3 separate regions of the Zea mays genome follow, and all the other regions are linked to region 2. Evidence: chromatin contacts called from public Hi-C data. All regions are on one chromosome and are shown on one strand. The core of a region is the stretch at or near the end of the contact, and the rest is flanking DNA. Distances in the headings are between cores, read along the strand shown. Region 1 holds the start of LOC100191828 (CBS domain containing protein). Region 2 holds the start of LOC100383931. Region 3 holds the start of LOC100191672.

Region 1 (4,679 bases), core at 368-2,867, 170 kb after region 2:
ATTGAGCGAATCCATGGCCTTGATCCAGTTCCAGTCCGGCGCGCGCTCATTCTTTTTATTATTGTTTTGGGACCAGAATGGCAAACCAAAGCAAAGCCGAGCGAGGCGTCCTCCCGTGCGCTGCGTTGTTCTGACATGTGTGACTGTGATCGGCCAAGGATAAGGTTTTGGAGGGATTTGCGATCGTACGGGAAGGCGACTGGATGATTTTGGGGGGGACTGTTTGGTTCCCTATGAGAATAAACTTTGCAGACCCTCACTAGCTACGTTTTTTGTTCTTGTTTTATGAGATGGCCGTGCGGAGAAGACGACGAGAATGTATGGAAAGCGTGTTCCTTTCTTGGCTGGCGCCTGGCAGGTCGTTGTGCAAACTAGGCGTCGTTTTCCCCAGATCAATTGGATCCTCTTGTTGGGGGAAGTTGTATTCGCTAACACGTAGGATATACATGACTATGCGTAGGGTCTAATCGGCTTTCACACATTGCGGTTGCGGGGCAACAAACTGGAGGCGATGAGTCATTTGCCGGTGACTAGCTCGCGCACCTCTCATCTGACGGAGACGGAGACAGAGACTGCACGTTCCTGTTCGGTAAAGGACACACGGACACGGAGGAGAGAGGCGGGCGCAAGCGCAAGTAGTAACACGGATTCCGTTCCGCCGTACACAATTTTGTCCTACCTTTGCCAGATCCGATCCGCCTGTCGTACAACTATAAATCCTCCGCTGTCATCTCGGCCGATCTCAAGCCCTTCACTTTGAATTTTAGGTCTGTTTTAGCTTCTTTTATCCAAATTCATCTCCATAAATTTAAGCTTCAAAAAAACCTGAAACAAAAAACCAGTTTATGAAAATTTCTAAGATATTTTAAAAACACTGTTTTCATACCTCATCATTAAGTTGCGCAAAAATTACCTACCTACAATATCATTGCTTACATGGCCTTAAAAATGCGGTGGTTTCCGCTATCTCAACCATTATTAAATGACATTTTAGAAAAAAAATAAAGGAGTTATATAAGCAAACCAACACGGCAGCAGTGACAACTGACAAACAGAAACAGCAGCGTTTCGGATCAACGTAATGACGAAACTGAAATGCTGTAATGATTGGAGTTTAGCGAGAAACGTACAACAACCTCGCGAAGCTGGAACAGCGAAAGCTCCCGGTGTGTTCGCTGTATGTAAGAACTTTAGCCAATCATCATCATCGTCATATTCGCTAAGCTAGGTCGTCTATTAGACAAAACTCCAAGCATATTCTAGCTAAATTTTGCTAGCTAATTATTTATAGGTTAATTATTAGCCACTGACAAGAGGCTCCAAACAGGGCCTTAATCGCTCTTCATTAGAGCAAGAGACTCCTTTCAATAGGTTCTTTAATTAGACATGTTAATATAAAGTATCTTCTATTTCGTTCTTTATTGTCGAAGTTGGAAAACTATGATAATTTTATTGCGCATAAGATATTGAAAAACTGTTAAAAGATTTTAAAAAATTAAACGATGATTTATAAATAAAGGGCGTTTAAGACTTTTAGCTGCCCATCCGCTCTCTCTCTCTCTCTGCCAGCTCCAGCTTCTTCCACCGCGGGGCCACACCCACACCACACCACGACCTCCGCGACGCTCGCGGCCGTGTTTCTCTCGCCTCGCTCCCTCGGATCGCCCGTTCGCCCCCGCCCATCGCTCGCTCATCAGAAGGAGGGCCTAGCCTTCCGCAGCAGCGCTCGTCAGACTCCGCCGCCCGCAATTCCCCCCTTGCCCCGGCTTTTAATGGGCTTTCCCTCCCACCGAAATGGCCGGCGATCCCTGCACCCGCGCCGCCGGTGACCGCCCCACCTCCTCCGTCGCCTTCTTCTCCGCCGGGGGCGGGCTCGGCCTCGGCCCCTCCAGCCTGCTGCTCCACCTGCTCCTCCTCCACTCCCTCTTATAGCCTCCAGCCTCCCCTCGCCTCCCGCCACCCCCTATGGCCGCCGTTTTCTTCCACCACGTCGTCGGCGACCTCACCGTCGGCAAGCCCGAGGTCGCCGAGCTGCACGACACCGACACGCTCGACGACGCCGCGCGCGCCATCGCCGCCAGCCCCGAGGGCGCCGTGCCCGTCTGGCGCCCCAGGGCCGCGCCGGACGACCCGCCCTCGGGGGCCAGGTTCATCGGCATGATCTCCGCGCTCGACATCGCTGCCTTCGTCGCCTCCGCGGGGGTCGGGGATCGCTCCATGCGCGCCGTCGTCGGCGAGGTCGTGCAGCCCAATCCTGCGCTGCTCAGGGAGATCGATCCGGGTACCAGGTGAGACTGTCTCTGCTTGATCCCGTCCTACCTGCCGTCCTGTAGCGTTACCGACTCGCTTGGTTTCTAGTGCCTGTTTTCACTGATGACTCACCCATCCATCCATTACCAAAGATGGGATCGAATCGTACCAGCGTCAAGCGCTGAAAGGATCTGATCTTTCTTAACATGTGTGCCATTCCATTTCTCGTCATTGATCCGCGAACGGACTCGAGGAGAATTGTGTTCAGGTTGTGCAAGCGAACAGGTTCACGTTGTATGTGAAGGCGATATACTCTTCCAGTTCATTTATTACCGTGTCTGTGTCTCCTACTTTGCTGGAGGCTGGATTAACCCCTGCTTTTTTTACTCCGGCTGGGTCAGCTTTTTTTTAATGTGGTCTGGTGGTTGATCTTTGTCTTATCTGAATCATACTATTAGTTTGACCTCTGGAGGAAGATGCGGGCAAAAGGTTGTTCCTACACCCTCTGATTTTTTTAGAGATGAAATTGGTTATGGTTAAACTACTCCGGTGATTGGGTTGTCAGGTTGCTCTTGTACAATCAAATGCTAATTGTCTACCAAACCTGTCCACCTTGTTCTTGTTGTCATGGATAGGATGGGAATGAAATTTCCCACATAATATCTGCTACAGTATTCATCATGCACTCTGTGTCGCATAACTGATCAAGTTTGATTTTGTAGTAGCATTCAAGAATGCTGATTCAGCACCTTTTGGACAGAGTTGAATAGCCCTCCCATTTTGCTTTAGATTTGATCTTATGAGTTTATGGTTGATATTTATGAATTGATATGGATGTAGAGGTTCCTTAGCCATTCTTCAAAGTTATTTTGTATGTAGATTTGATAGATTGTCACAGTAATAAAGAACAACCTGAAATAGAAAAGGTTTAAATCATCATCAGATTCTGTTACTAGCACTATTTATACGAAGAGTTGGATGGAACTTTTATATGCAGTAGATGTAGCAAACTAGAATTTCCTTTGGTGTATCCCTGGCTACACATAACTGAAGCTTTCTTTGAAAGGCAAGTGGCTACCTTAATACGGCTAGGAATGCGATGTAGAAGTGTTCATTCACCAAAAAGATTATTCAGTTCATCATGAGAATACGTTGTTAATAAATGGACAACATAAATAGGCTTGGTTTGTTAGGTGATCTATGCATCTTCTTTATTTCTTCAGATCTGAAAGCTTTCCAGGACTATACATGGGAAAAATCCAAATATAGTTTGTTAGTTCCATTCTCTTCCAGTCGGTGATGCTATCTTTACCATTACTAGTGAACATCTATGATCTATGTCTTAGTCAAATTGTGAAAGACATCGTGGTAGGAACTCTTCCTCCCTCAAAGTGTGAACTTTCATAGTTTCATTTATGCTTACATGTACTGCTTGCACTGGTAAATTGAGATGGCATGGCTTCTAATTAACTTCTGAACCTGTGAACTTCCATAGCTCCATTTGTCCTCGCATGTTATCCTACTTCTCGCGCTGGTAAATTGAGGTGTTGAATTTTATTACTTGATTACTTATGAGAACCTGTAATCCTGTATCTCCACAGCAAACCTGTAATCATAAATAATTAATGAGTTGAGTCGATTTTCTTTTTAGTCAGGGTTGTATGTTCTGGGAGGGTTCCCCCCCTCTTTTATACACTTTTTCTTTTAAATGAAATGACACATGGCTCCTGTGTGTTGTTTGAGGAAAAAAAACTGGCAACTGGATGGCACAATATCAGAAAATAAAAAACTTCAATTGTCAGCCGCAAATAGCTACCGCTTATTTGTTGATTGTAGTTTAGTTTTCTGGGAAAAAGTGATATAGTATTAGTAGCTACAAATGTGCAATGGTGGATTTTAATAAAGTTCATTATGATAACAGGCCCCAATTATCTGGCACTGAGCTGTACAAGTTTTCTTCATGAAACTAAAAAAAACACCAGTTTCATATTGTAATATGATGTGAACGGTTCCAGTTATTTGGCATTTTCTTTCAAACTTATGCAACCACATGAGGTTTCACATGGCACAGAACTTGTGTTTCTGATTTTGTTGCCTAGAAAGGAACTAAGTGGGGGACATGAGTACATTTCACATTGTAATCAGAAACAGGAAGGTAAGAATCATGAGCAGGCTGTACATTTTGTTACATGATACACGATTGTATATGATAGCTACTTGAATCCATAAGTTAACTCATATCCATGACAAATGCAAGGCAATCCAAAGATGACCCCTTTACTTCATTAAAAAAAAGATTGTTTGCTCCACATCGTTAAAAAAAAGATTGCCTGCTACATAGCTCATGTTCCTCATGCAACCGAATAGTTCATATATGAAAAAGAAAGAAAATGAGCCGGGCGCTGCATTTCCTGTGATGTTTTATCTGT
Region 2 (4,151 bases), core at 282-2,781:
CCGGCAGGCGGCGTCAGGGTCACCCAGCAGACGGCGCGCCTGACCAGTCTGTTGGTGAACAGTGCGCTTGTGCCGAGTGGCGCACAATACTCATCATCCCTTCTACAAGAAGCTTCCCCTGCACGTCGAGGATACGGAGATCTCGGGCGTCAGGGCACAAGAAGATTGCCCCAAGCAGCAAACATTTGTGGCTCCAAGCGCTATATTCTTTATGTCCCTGGGCCCACCTGTCGGGGCCCAGTATCTTTGTGCATGCCCCCCTTCAGCTATAAAAGGGGAGGTATGCGACGTTACACACAAGCTTAATCTTTCAGACCCAACCTCAGACACTCACAAGTTCATACAAGCTCACAAGCAATACATCACACAGTGGAGTAGGGTGTTACGCTCCGGCGGCCCAAACCACTCTAAACCCTTGTGTGTTCCTGTATTCTTCCCGTTTTCCCGACTAACGAGCAAAACGCCTACGCCCCTCCTCATCTTAGGATTTAAGGCGGGTGCACTCTGCCACCCGATCGGAGATTTGCTCTCCAACAGTATATGTCTCTTGTAACTTTAAATCTTGTTTCTCAATTTATATTTATTTGATATAATTAATTTAAATTATCTTTAAATATTGCACTTTTTAATGGAGATGAATTTTTCGTAAAGATAAATTTTCCAACAGAGATGTAGACGAGAGAAAAACCTTCCTCGTGAATGTTCACGTGGATAGAATCTCATTTCAAAATCTATATAGGGCCTCAGACCGTCACCGCCCTGCTGTCCTGCTTGGGAGCAGCTGCTCCCAAGTCAAGCGCCGCCCTCGTACTGGGCTTCTGTCAGTGGACGGCCCATACTGTTGCCTTTCTCAGCTAGCCACGATGTCGCGACCCGGCCCTGCTCCCCGTGCGGCGCGGGGACGTCGCGGTCACCCGCGATCAGGGGACTGGCTGGTGGTGTTTGCTCGTGCGTCCTTGACTCCTTGTGCTGCTTGTTGCTCCGGCGAGTCTCGGGCTAGGCTACCAGTCTACCACGCCCGTCCCAGGCAAGAAACAAGTGGAGCTTACCCTTCATCGAAAATCTTGATCCTGTACTCAGGGGCGAAGCTACATGTTAGCTCGTGGATGCACATGCACCTCCCTAAAATTCAGAATTTAGTTATAATAGTTAAATTTTCACCATATATGCATCACTCATATCTCATCCTTATGCACCCGCAAGGGAGTTGCACCCCAATATATTTGCTCTAGCTTCGCCACTGCTTGTACTCCTCCTGGTAAAGTAAGGTAGATTGCATATTTACTTACCTTGCATTTCTTCTTCACCAAAGAAACACGGCAACATCAGGTCAAGTTGTAAACAGTGCTCCTTAAGCACGACAGAATCCACTCTCCATGCGTGCAAACCGAGCACGTTCGTCTTGTTCCCTAAGCCAAGAAGGTGGGGGTTATAATGGTAATTTCCCCGCGCGTCTCCTTCCCCGGTGTTCGGAACCCCGGTCCGGTCCCCTCGAGCTCGAGGCCTCTCGATTTGAAATCCCCACCTCAAGACCGGGGAAAAAAGATTAGGAGAGGAAAAAAAAAAAGAACGAAGAGCTCTCGATCTAGGGATTCCCTTCCCGGGTCTCGTTGCTCTCCTCGTCCAAATCCCCAGGCCAGCCTAGCGGCGCAGCCTGCACGCCCCCGCCCCCCGGACCATGGCCGAAGACCACCTCTCCTCCGCGCCGTCCGCCCCATCGGCGGCGGCGGCCGCGGCCGCGGCGGCGGTCGGGTCCTCGGTGATCCCAATCGTCAACAAGCTGCAGGACATCTTCGCGCAGCTGGGGAGCAGCTCCACGATCGACCTGCCGCAGGTGGCCGTGGTCGGGAGCCAGAGCAGCGGCAAGTCCAGCGTCCTCGAGGCGCTCGTCGGCCGCGACTTCCTCCCGCGGGGCTCCGACATCTGCACGCGCCGCCCCCTCGTGCTCCAGCTCGTGCACCAGCCGCGCCGCCCCGCCGACGCAGAGGCCGATGAGTGGGGCGAGTTCCTGCACCTCTCGGGGCGTCGCTTCTACGACTTCCGCGAAATCCGACGCGAGATCCAGGTCCCCATCCCTTTGCCTTAATCCCTCGTGCGGTTATTTGGCTGGAATAAACACTTTTACTTGACTGTGCGTGTACATTCAATGGATAATTATTATTGGTCGGGACTTTACTAGTAGTAGTAATATTGTGCTGTGGCTGCTCGCTAGGGCTGCAGATGACTGTTTAGGAATACTCCTGTTGGTTTCGAGGAATCATTCTTCGCGGTGGTTTCTGGTGTGTTCATGGGTCAGCACAGTTGGGCTCTGAGATTGGAACGATGGTAAATGCTAGGTTAGGTGGTGTTGTCTCTGGTGTTCAGTGCTAGTGATGATGTTATTTCGTTGCTGCTTCCTGTGGTGACGATGTGGGCATGTGGTTGTTAACGACTACAGAGTACAGAATGCCATAATTTACTTGGTTGTCTTCAGGTTGGCCCTTGCAGGTTTATTGTTCTCCACATGAGTTAACGAGTTGCTTGGATATTGAAATTCTATATGGGTTATCACGTAGTTTCTTGTTAATATAGTGGTTTCGATGTTGTCCCCAATACAACTTGGTTACATTTGAAAAAAAAACCAATTCAGGTGGTATTAGTGGTTGTCAGGATGATTTGTGGAAAGTATATTTGTGAACCAGAATTTCGAAGTGGAAAGTAAGGTGTACATAAGTTTTAGTTGGGACCCAACATCCTAGTATTTGATAGAACAACAATATTATCTGTCTTGAGTGTTTGGTATTTTGTTTCACTTCAATTACGATGTTTTGTTTTGTTAGTGTGGGCTGGAGTTGAGATTAGTGCTGCACAGACCATTCTTAAACGACTCTCTGCATCTATGCAGGCTGAAACAGATCGTGAGGCAGGTGGTAACAAAGGTGTATCGGATAGGCAGATACGGTTGAAGATCTTTTCTCCGAATGTCCTTAACATTACTTTAGTCGATTTGCCTGGAATCACTAAGGTGCCAGTTGGTGACCAGCCAACTGATATTGAAGCCAGAATAAGGACTATGATAATGTCATACATCAGGCACAAGACATGCATCATCTTAGCTGTTTCGCCAGCAAATGCAGATTTAGCAAACTCTGATGCTCTTCAAATGGCTCGGGTTGCTGATCCTGATGGTATGTGTGCCCTGCATAATCTACGTCCTGTCCACTATAACATTTCAGTTCAGAAATATTATCTTATCATGATGATTTATTATTTTCATAGGTTCTCGAACAATTGGTGTTATCACAAAGGTTTTTTCTTTCTTTCCTTCACCTTAATTTCCAAGTTACATTTTGGCCATCCTATCTCTCCTGTGCCACTGATTGCAATCTATTCTGATGTTCTGTTTCTTCCAGTTGGACATAATGGACAGGGGCACTGATGCCCGGAACTTTCTGCTGGGAAATGTGATCCCCTTAAAGCTTGGCTATGTTGGTGTCGTCAACCGCAGCCAGCAGGTACTTTTCTCTCTCTCTATCTTGGTTAAGGTTATTGGTTTGCACAAGTTTGTCGAACTTAAGGCTTCATCTGCATCAACAAGAATTGTGTTTCCATCTTGTTGAGATAATTCATTTTATGGTATAAATTTATTGTTCAAGTGGTTCATAACTTATATAATTGTAACATTGAGATGGCTGTTTGTTGCATTGCTGCCTCTTGGCTGCTGATTTAGAGCAAACTAGCGATAGCTTTATTAAACTATCAGAGAATTCTGTATACGACAACAACAACAATAAAGCCTTTTAGTCCCAAGCACATTGGGGGTCTGACGGTATGCTATAGTTGAAACCCAACAGAAACCACGAGCGAAGGTTCAAGCACATAGGTTATAGGTATCTGGATTCCATGTACTATTCAAAGCTAGGTATATTTCATCCTTTCAAGTCTCATTTTACTGTCTCTTCCCATGTCAAATTCATCCTTCCACCTCCATTTCCATTGCTTTCACAACTTAGGACCCCACTACGCATTGGTACCTCTAGAGGTATCCGTTGGACATGTCCAAATCATCTCAACCGGTGTTGTACAAACTTCTTTAATTTGCTAAAAAAGGCTATCACATATATCATCGTTCTAGAGTCGATCCCTTTTTGTATGGCCACAAATCCAACACA
Region 3 (4,225 bases), core at 743-3,242, 240 kb after region 2:
TATGGGCTTTTGATATTTTCCTGGTATTTATTTGATTTTCTCAATTTGGATCTAGCCCATAAATCCTATCAACACTTTCTAAAATTTCTATAGTTCAACAGGATCAAGTCGGATAAGATCCAGCTAACACAAACGTGCAAATCGAATGACCTTTCATCATTTTGCGTGACACAGGGCAGCACCGGTCAATGCAGCAGCAGGTGCGCATCGGAGCCGTGCGTTCAACGACGACAACGAGATGTGAGACACAGAAACGAAACGAGACTGCGCCGGCTACTAAACTTGCCAGGGCAAATCGTGGGGTTATTACGTGGAAGCTGCGTATGGCTTACTACAGTGTTGGTTTTATGTGGTTTATTATGTCCTATTTACGGAGTAACGATCCACTAATAGAGTTTTGGATAGCTTTTATGACCTATGTAGCATATAGATTGCGCTAACGTCACGATCTCGTGGAGCGGAGGGTAGGGATCAACGGGCGGTGGCACGACCGCACGAGTGGAGAGATTGATAGCGACGAGGACGACACAAGGCTTGAGGCGGTGGGGTCAAGAAGAGGATGATGGAAGAGTGATTATTCAAATAATATTGTCACGATTTAAGAATAAGGAAGATAAGTTATTCATGTAAATCTGAACCTTTTGTTTTTTGTGGTGGGTAAAGTCTAGGTGAATTGTGTTTTAACCGGTCGCGACCTGTGCCGGCCGACGATGGAGATGGAGGGGAGGCGCACGCGCCCGACCGATCCGCATCCTTCGGGTTCGGGTCCTTGTGTCCTCCCGCCCAGGAGTAGAGCAGAGGTACCTCCGTTCTGGCGTCGCCAGCCTCGGTATCATCGGCGCCCCGCGACGTACTTGACTCCCGTGGCCCACGTCAAAAAAACGGGCGCTTTTACCGCGCGGGCATATGCTCTCTCGCTGCTGTGCGGCGCCCTGGCTTGGTTGCTGCAGGAGCCACCGCACACTTGTCCGTCGTGGCGCGCGCGGCTGTGCTCGCCGCCTCGTGTACATCGAAGGATGCGGCTGCAAGTGTCGCCTCGTCGTCGCCGCCTGGACTCGTGTGCCGAGCGACGTGACGGGACTGCCGCAGCGAGTGACGCCAGCAGGCTTGGCACCACTGCTCCTCTACGGCGCGTCACGACGCCCACGTGAGTCAGCGCGGCCTCGTACCACTCGACGACACTGACAGAGGCGGCGAGGCGAGGCGAGGCGAGACGTGCCGCGCCGTGCGCCGTGGGACGGGGAGGGTGCGCTGACCGGCTGACCACTGGTAAAACGAAATCTTGGACGGGCCCCGGCCGGCGTCTGCACAGGCCGATGATTCATTGATTCCCCCCGCGGCTTTGCGAGGCCAGCGGCGTTCCATTCCACGCCACACGAGTGCGTGCGTGCGTGTGCGACAAGGTGAGCTCCTGGTTAAATCTAAGCTAAACCAAAAGCATCGTCACTTTGCCTCTCGCAAGCAAATAAAAAGCGACGGGTGGCACGCCACCTCGTTTTTTCTCCGCTCACCTAAAACGTTTTCCCTTCTCCGCTATACTAGTCGCAGGGATAGATAGCGATGGCTGGCCTGCAGCAGCAGCTGCTGGTGGGTGCACTGCACACCACGCATGCTATGCTCCCATGGGATCTGGAGGGCTCTCGATACTCCTAATGCCACGATGGCTTGTTGTCTTAGTAAGAAGCGAAAAGACGTGCGCTCTCGTTTCTTAATCCCCCCACTCAAAGTCATAACAATGGTAATGACACGAGGAAGATTACTCCACGAGCCAAAGAACAACTTGACTAGCGAGCCGAAAGGGAGGCGCGAGAGGGAGGGGGCACCGCACGGGACGTGGAAAGAGACATAAATATGGACCCACCCACTGCCGAGTGGCGTCCAGCAGTGTCCGCAGCAGCGGTGGTGGCGAGACGAGAGGCCGCTAAAACCCAAGCGCGGCCCGAGCCGAACCTGAACCTGAGGTGGAGAGATCGCACGCGCCCTCTGCCGCTTGTTCGTTCCTCGCGCTTGCCACCAGGCACCACCACACACATCCCAATCTCGCGAGGGCAAGCAGCAGGGTCTGCGGCGGCGGCGGCGGCGGCGGCAGCGCTTCCGGCTCCCCTTTCCCATTGGCCTCCACGATGGCGCTCCGCCTCAACGACGTCGCGCTCTGCCTCTCCCCGCCGCTCGCCGCCCGCCGCCGCCGCAGCCGCAGCCGCAGCAGCGGCAGGTTCGTCGCCGTCGCCTCCATGACGTCCGCCGTCTCCACCAAGTAAGCCGCCTGGCCTGGGGCCTCGCTCGTCACGACGGCCCTTTGCCCTCTCCCACTTTGCGGTTCCATTTCCCTTCCTCTCAACGATGGATAAGATACGAGGTAGATTTTGGTCCCTAGGATTGGATGGATAACCTGGCCGGTTCCTACGTCTGGCGGCGACGCGTACGCCGAGACGGTTCGCGACGGATTGATGCTTCGGCTTGGCTCACCGCGCGTTCGGTGTTCCGCCGTCCTCCGCTTGCAATGTTGGATGGATCAGGATTTATTGGGTGCCCGTGTCGGCGTTGTCAGATTCGTCCCTGTACGCGCCGAGCCCGGCCGTAGTCTCCGAGGCGGCAACGGCCGCACATGGGCGGCGCCCCTCGCTGCCTCCGCGGCTCAGAGGCGCAGTCCCGCCATTAAAGAATTCTACACGGGCGGTTCTTTTTCTCTGCGCTGCGCGGCGCGGGGCGGGACCGGAGCCTGGCCGCTCGCGTTCGGTTGAATCGCCTTCCCGTCGACACCGAGCGAGGGAAGCGAGGCCGTTTCTGATGCGCCAGTCCCTTTCAGAATTCCTTTGATGCCGTATTTCCTCCTTCCCCGGCATTAAATTTTCATGGGACCTTCAACTTTTCATCGGGGTGACCCTGGGCCCTGGCAGTTCGTCCTCGTCCTCCCCGCGTATCATCTGCTCTGCATTCTAGAATTGCTCCCGGAGTGGTACCATGCCATCTTTTAAATGCACTGCACAGGGTAGCTGGCGTGCTACCCCTTAGTCTACGGTTGAAGTGCCTAACTGCCTATAGTCATGGGGGTGATTCATGTTACTACTGTTTAGTCTGCAGCAGGCCAGCAGCGGAGGTGAAGACGCGTGTTTGCTGTCGAGGTTGGTCGATTTGGTATCTCTGTAGCCTGTACCAGTTCTTGGTGGCCTAGTTTGTTGGAATTTAATTTGATGGTGCCCCCACAGGACCATTGAACTCCTCAGTTGCTGGCTCATGGCACCACTTTGTTGTTCATGTGCTTGGGTTGATGGGATTTATGAAATCAATAAATAAAGTCTTAATGAAACTAACTGCTTGTGCCACATGCCTCATAGTCATATCATGTCAATTCAGGAAACACGAGGCACTTCAAAACCATGATTCCATAGGTACTGTCCTATTTTAAGTTTATCTAAGTGGGTTTTCAGCTAGAGTTCTAACTTAAGGAAGCCTACTTTGAGTCAAGCGTAGATTTGGCTGAAAGGTTAGAGAAACATAGCCAGGTACTCTTGTTACTTTACTCCTAGTTGCACTTGCACTCCGTCTCATTACTGCTGCTCTTTTTTGTATGGTTTCTTTGATACTTTGGTCAGTGATAGTTATGTGATGAAGTATTCTAGGGACTAAGACGTAGACGTTGATGATGTTCTGATAATTGTTATGCAATTCTTCTATTAATATGTACATGGTGGGGGCCACGTCATAATTTGTATGGGACACAGCATACGACTGTAGTCATGTAATATGGAAAAGGTCAGTGACATTAGCTACTAGTTAATGGCATTCATTCGCCTACCTGATAAGCTCTGCAGGTTAGAAGCCCAAGTACAATCTGGTTATTTGTGCACACTGTACTTCTTAAACCTTAAGCGCCCCCACCCACAAAGAAAGAAAGAAATGTAAAAGAAATAAAAAAAAAACTCACTAGGCGATTATCTTTTTGCTTTGCTTACTATCATATGCTAAATAATAGATTGTGCCACTCTCAGTATGTTGGGTAAGTCTACTATACAGTATGCAAAGATGAATGGGCCTGTTTGGGATAACTTTTTTTTGAAGAGCTTTTATGAGAATCTGGATAATCTAGTTATCACGAGAATCTGGATATCATAGGATTTACGTGCGGAGGAAGTTGAATGAGTCGGTATGGTTTAGGGTTTAGGAAGCAATGGATTCCTCCTATCGTGACGACTCGTCGGATTCTGCATTCACATTGATTTGGACA

Evidence for each region. A called contact is a pair of places that touch in the nucleus more often than the background predicts.
Region 1: a contact with region 2 is called in a Hi-C map of bundle sheath, with 2.0 times the contacts expected there. The contact joins the promoter of LOC100191828 here to the promoter of LOC100383931 in region 2. A contact is called at or near these places in 5 of 25 Hi-C or Micro-C datasets (bundle sheath, ear, endosperm and 2 more).
Region 3: a Hi-C map of leaf mesophyll shows a contact between it and region 2, with 2.5 times the contacts expected there. The contact joins the promoter of LOC100191672 here to the promoter of LOC100383931 in region 2. A contact is called at or near these places in 3 of 25 Hi-C or Micro-C datasets (ear, endosperm and leaf mesophyll).

The regions. Positions count from the first base shown.
Region 1 is chr3:162,743,964-162,748,642 of Zm-B73-REFERENCE-NAM-5.0, forward strand. LOC100191828 (CBS domain containing protein) reads left to right here and starts at 1,618. Exons shown (of 2, transcript NM_001137252.1): 1 at 1,618-2,288. The coding sequence starts at 1,966.
Region 2 is chr3:162,578,641-162,582,791 of Zm-B73-REFERENCE-NAM-5.0, forward strand. It overlaps LOC100383931, which reads left to right and starts at 1,532. Exons shown (of 20, transcript NM_001362233.1): 1 at 1,532-2,065; 2 at 2,885-3,167; 3 at 3,259-3,287; 4 at 3,393-3,494. The coding sequence starts at 1,679.
Region 3 is chr3:162,814,017-162,818,241 of Zm-B73-REFERENCE-NAM-5.0, forward strand. It overlaps LOC100191672, which reads left to right and starts at 1,993. Exons shown (of 3, transcript NM_001137101.1): 1 at 1,993-2,254. The coding sequence starts at 2,124.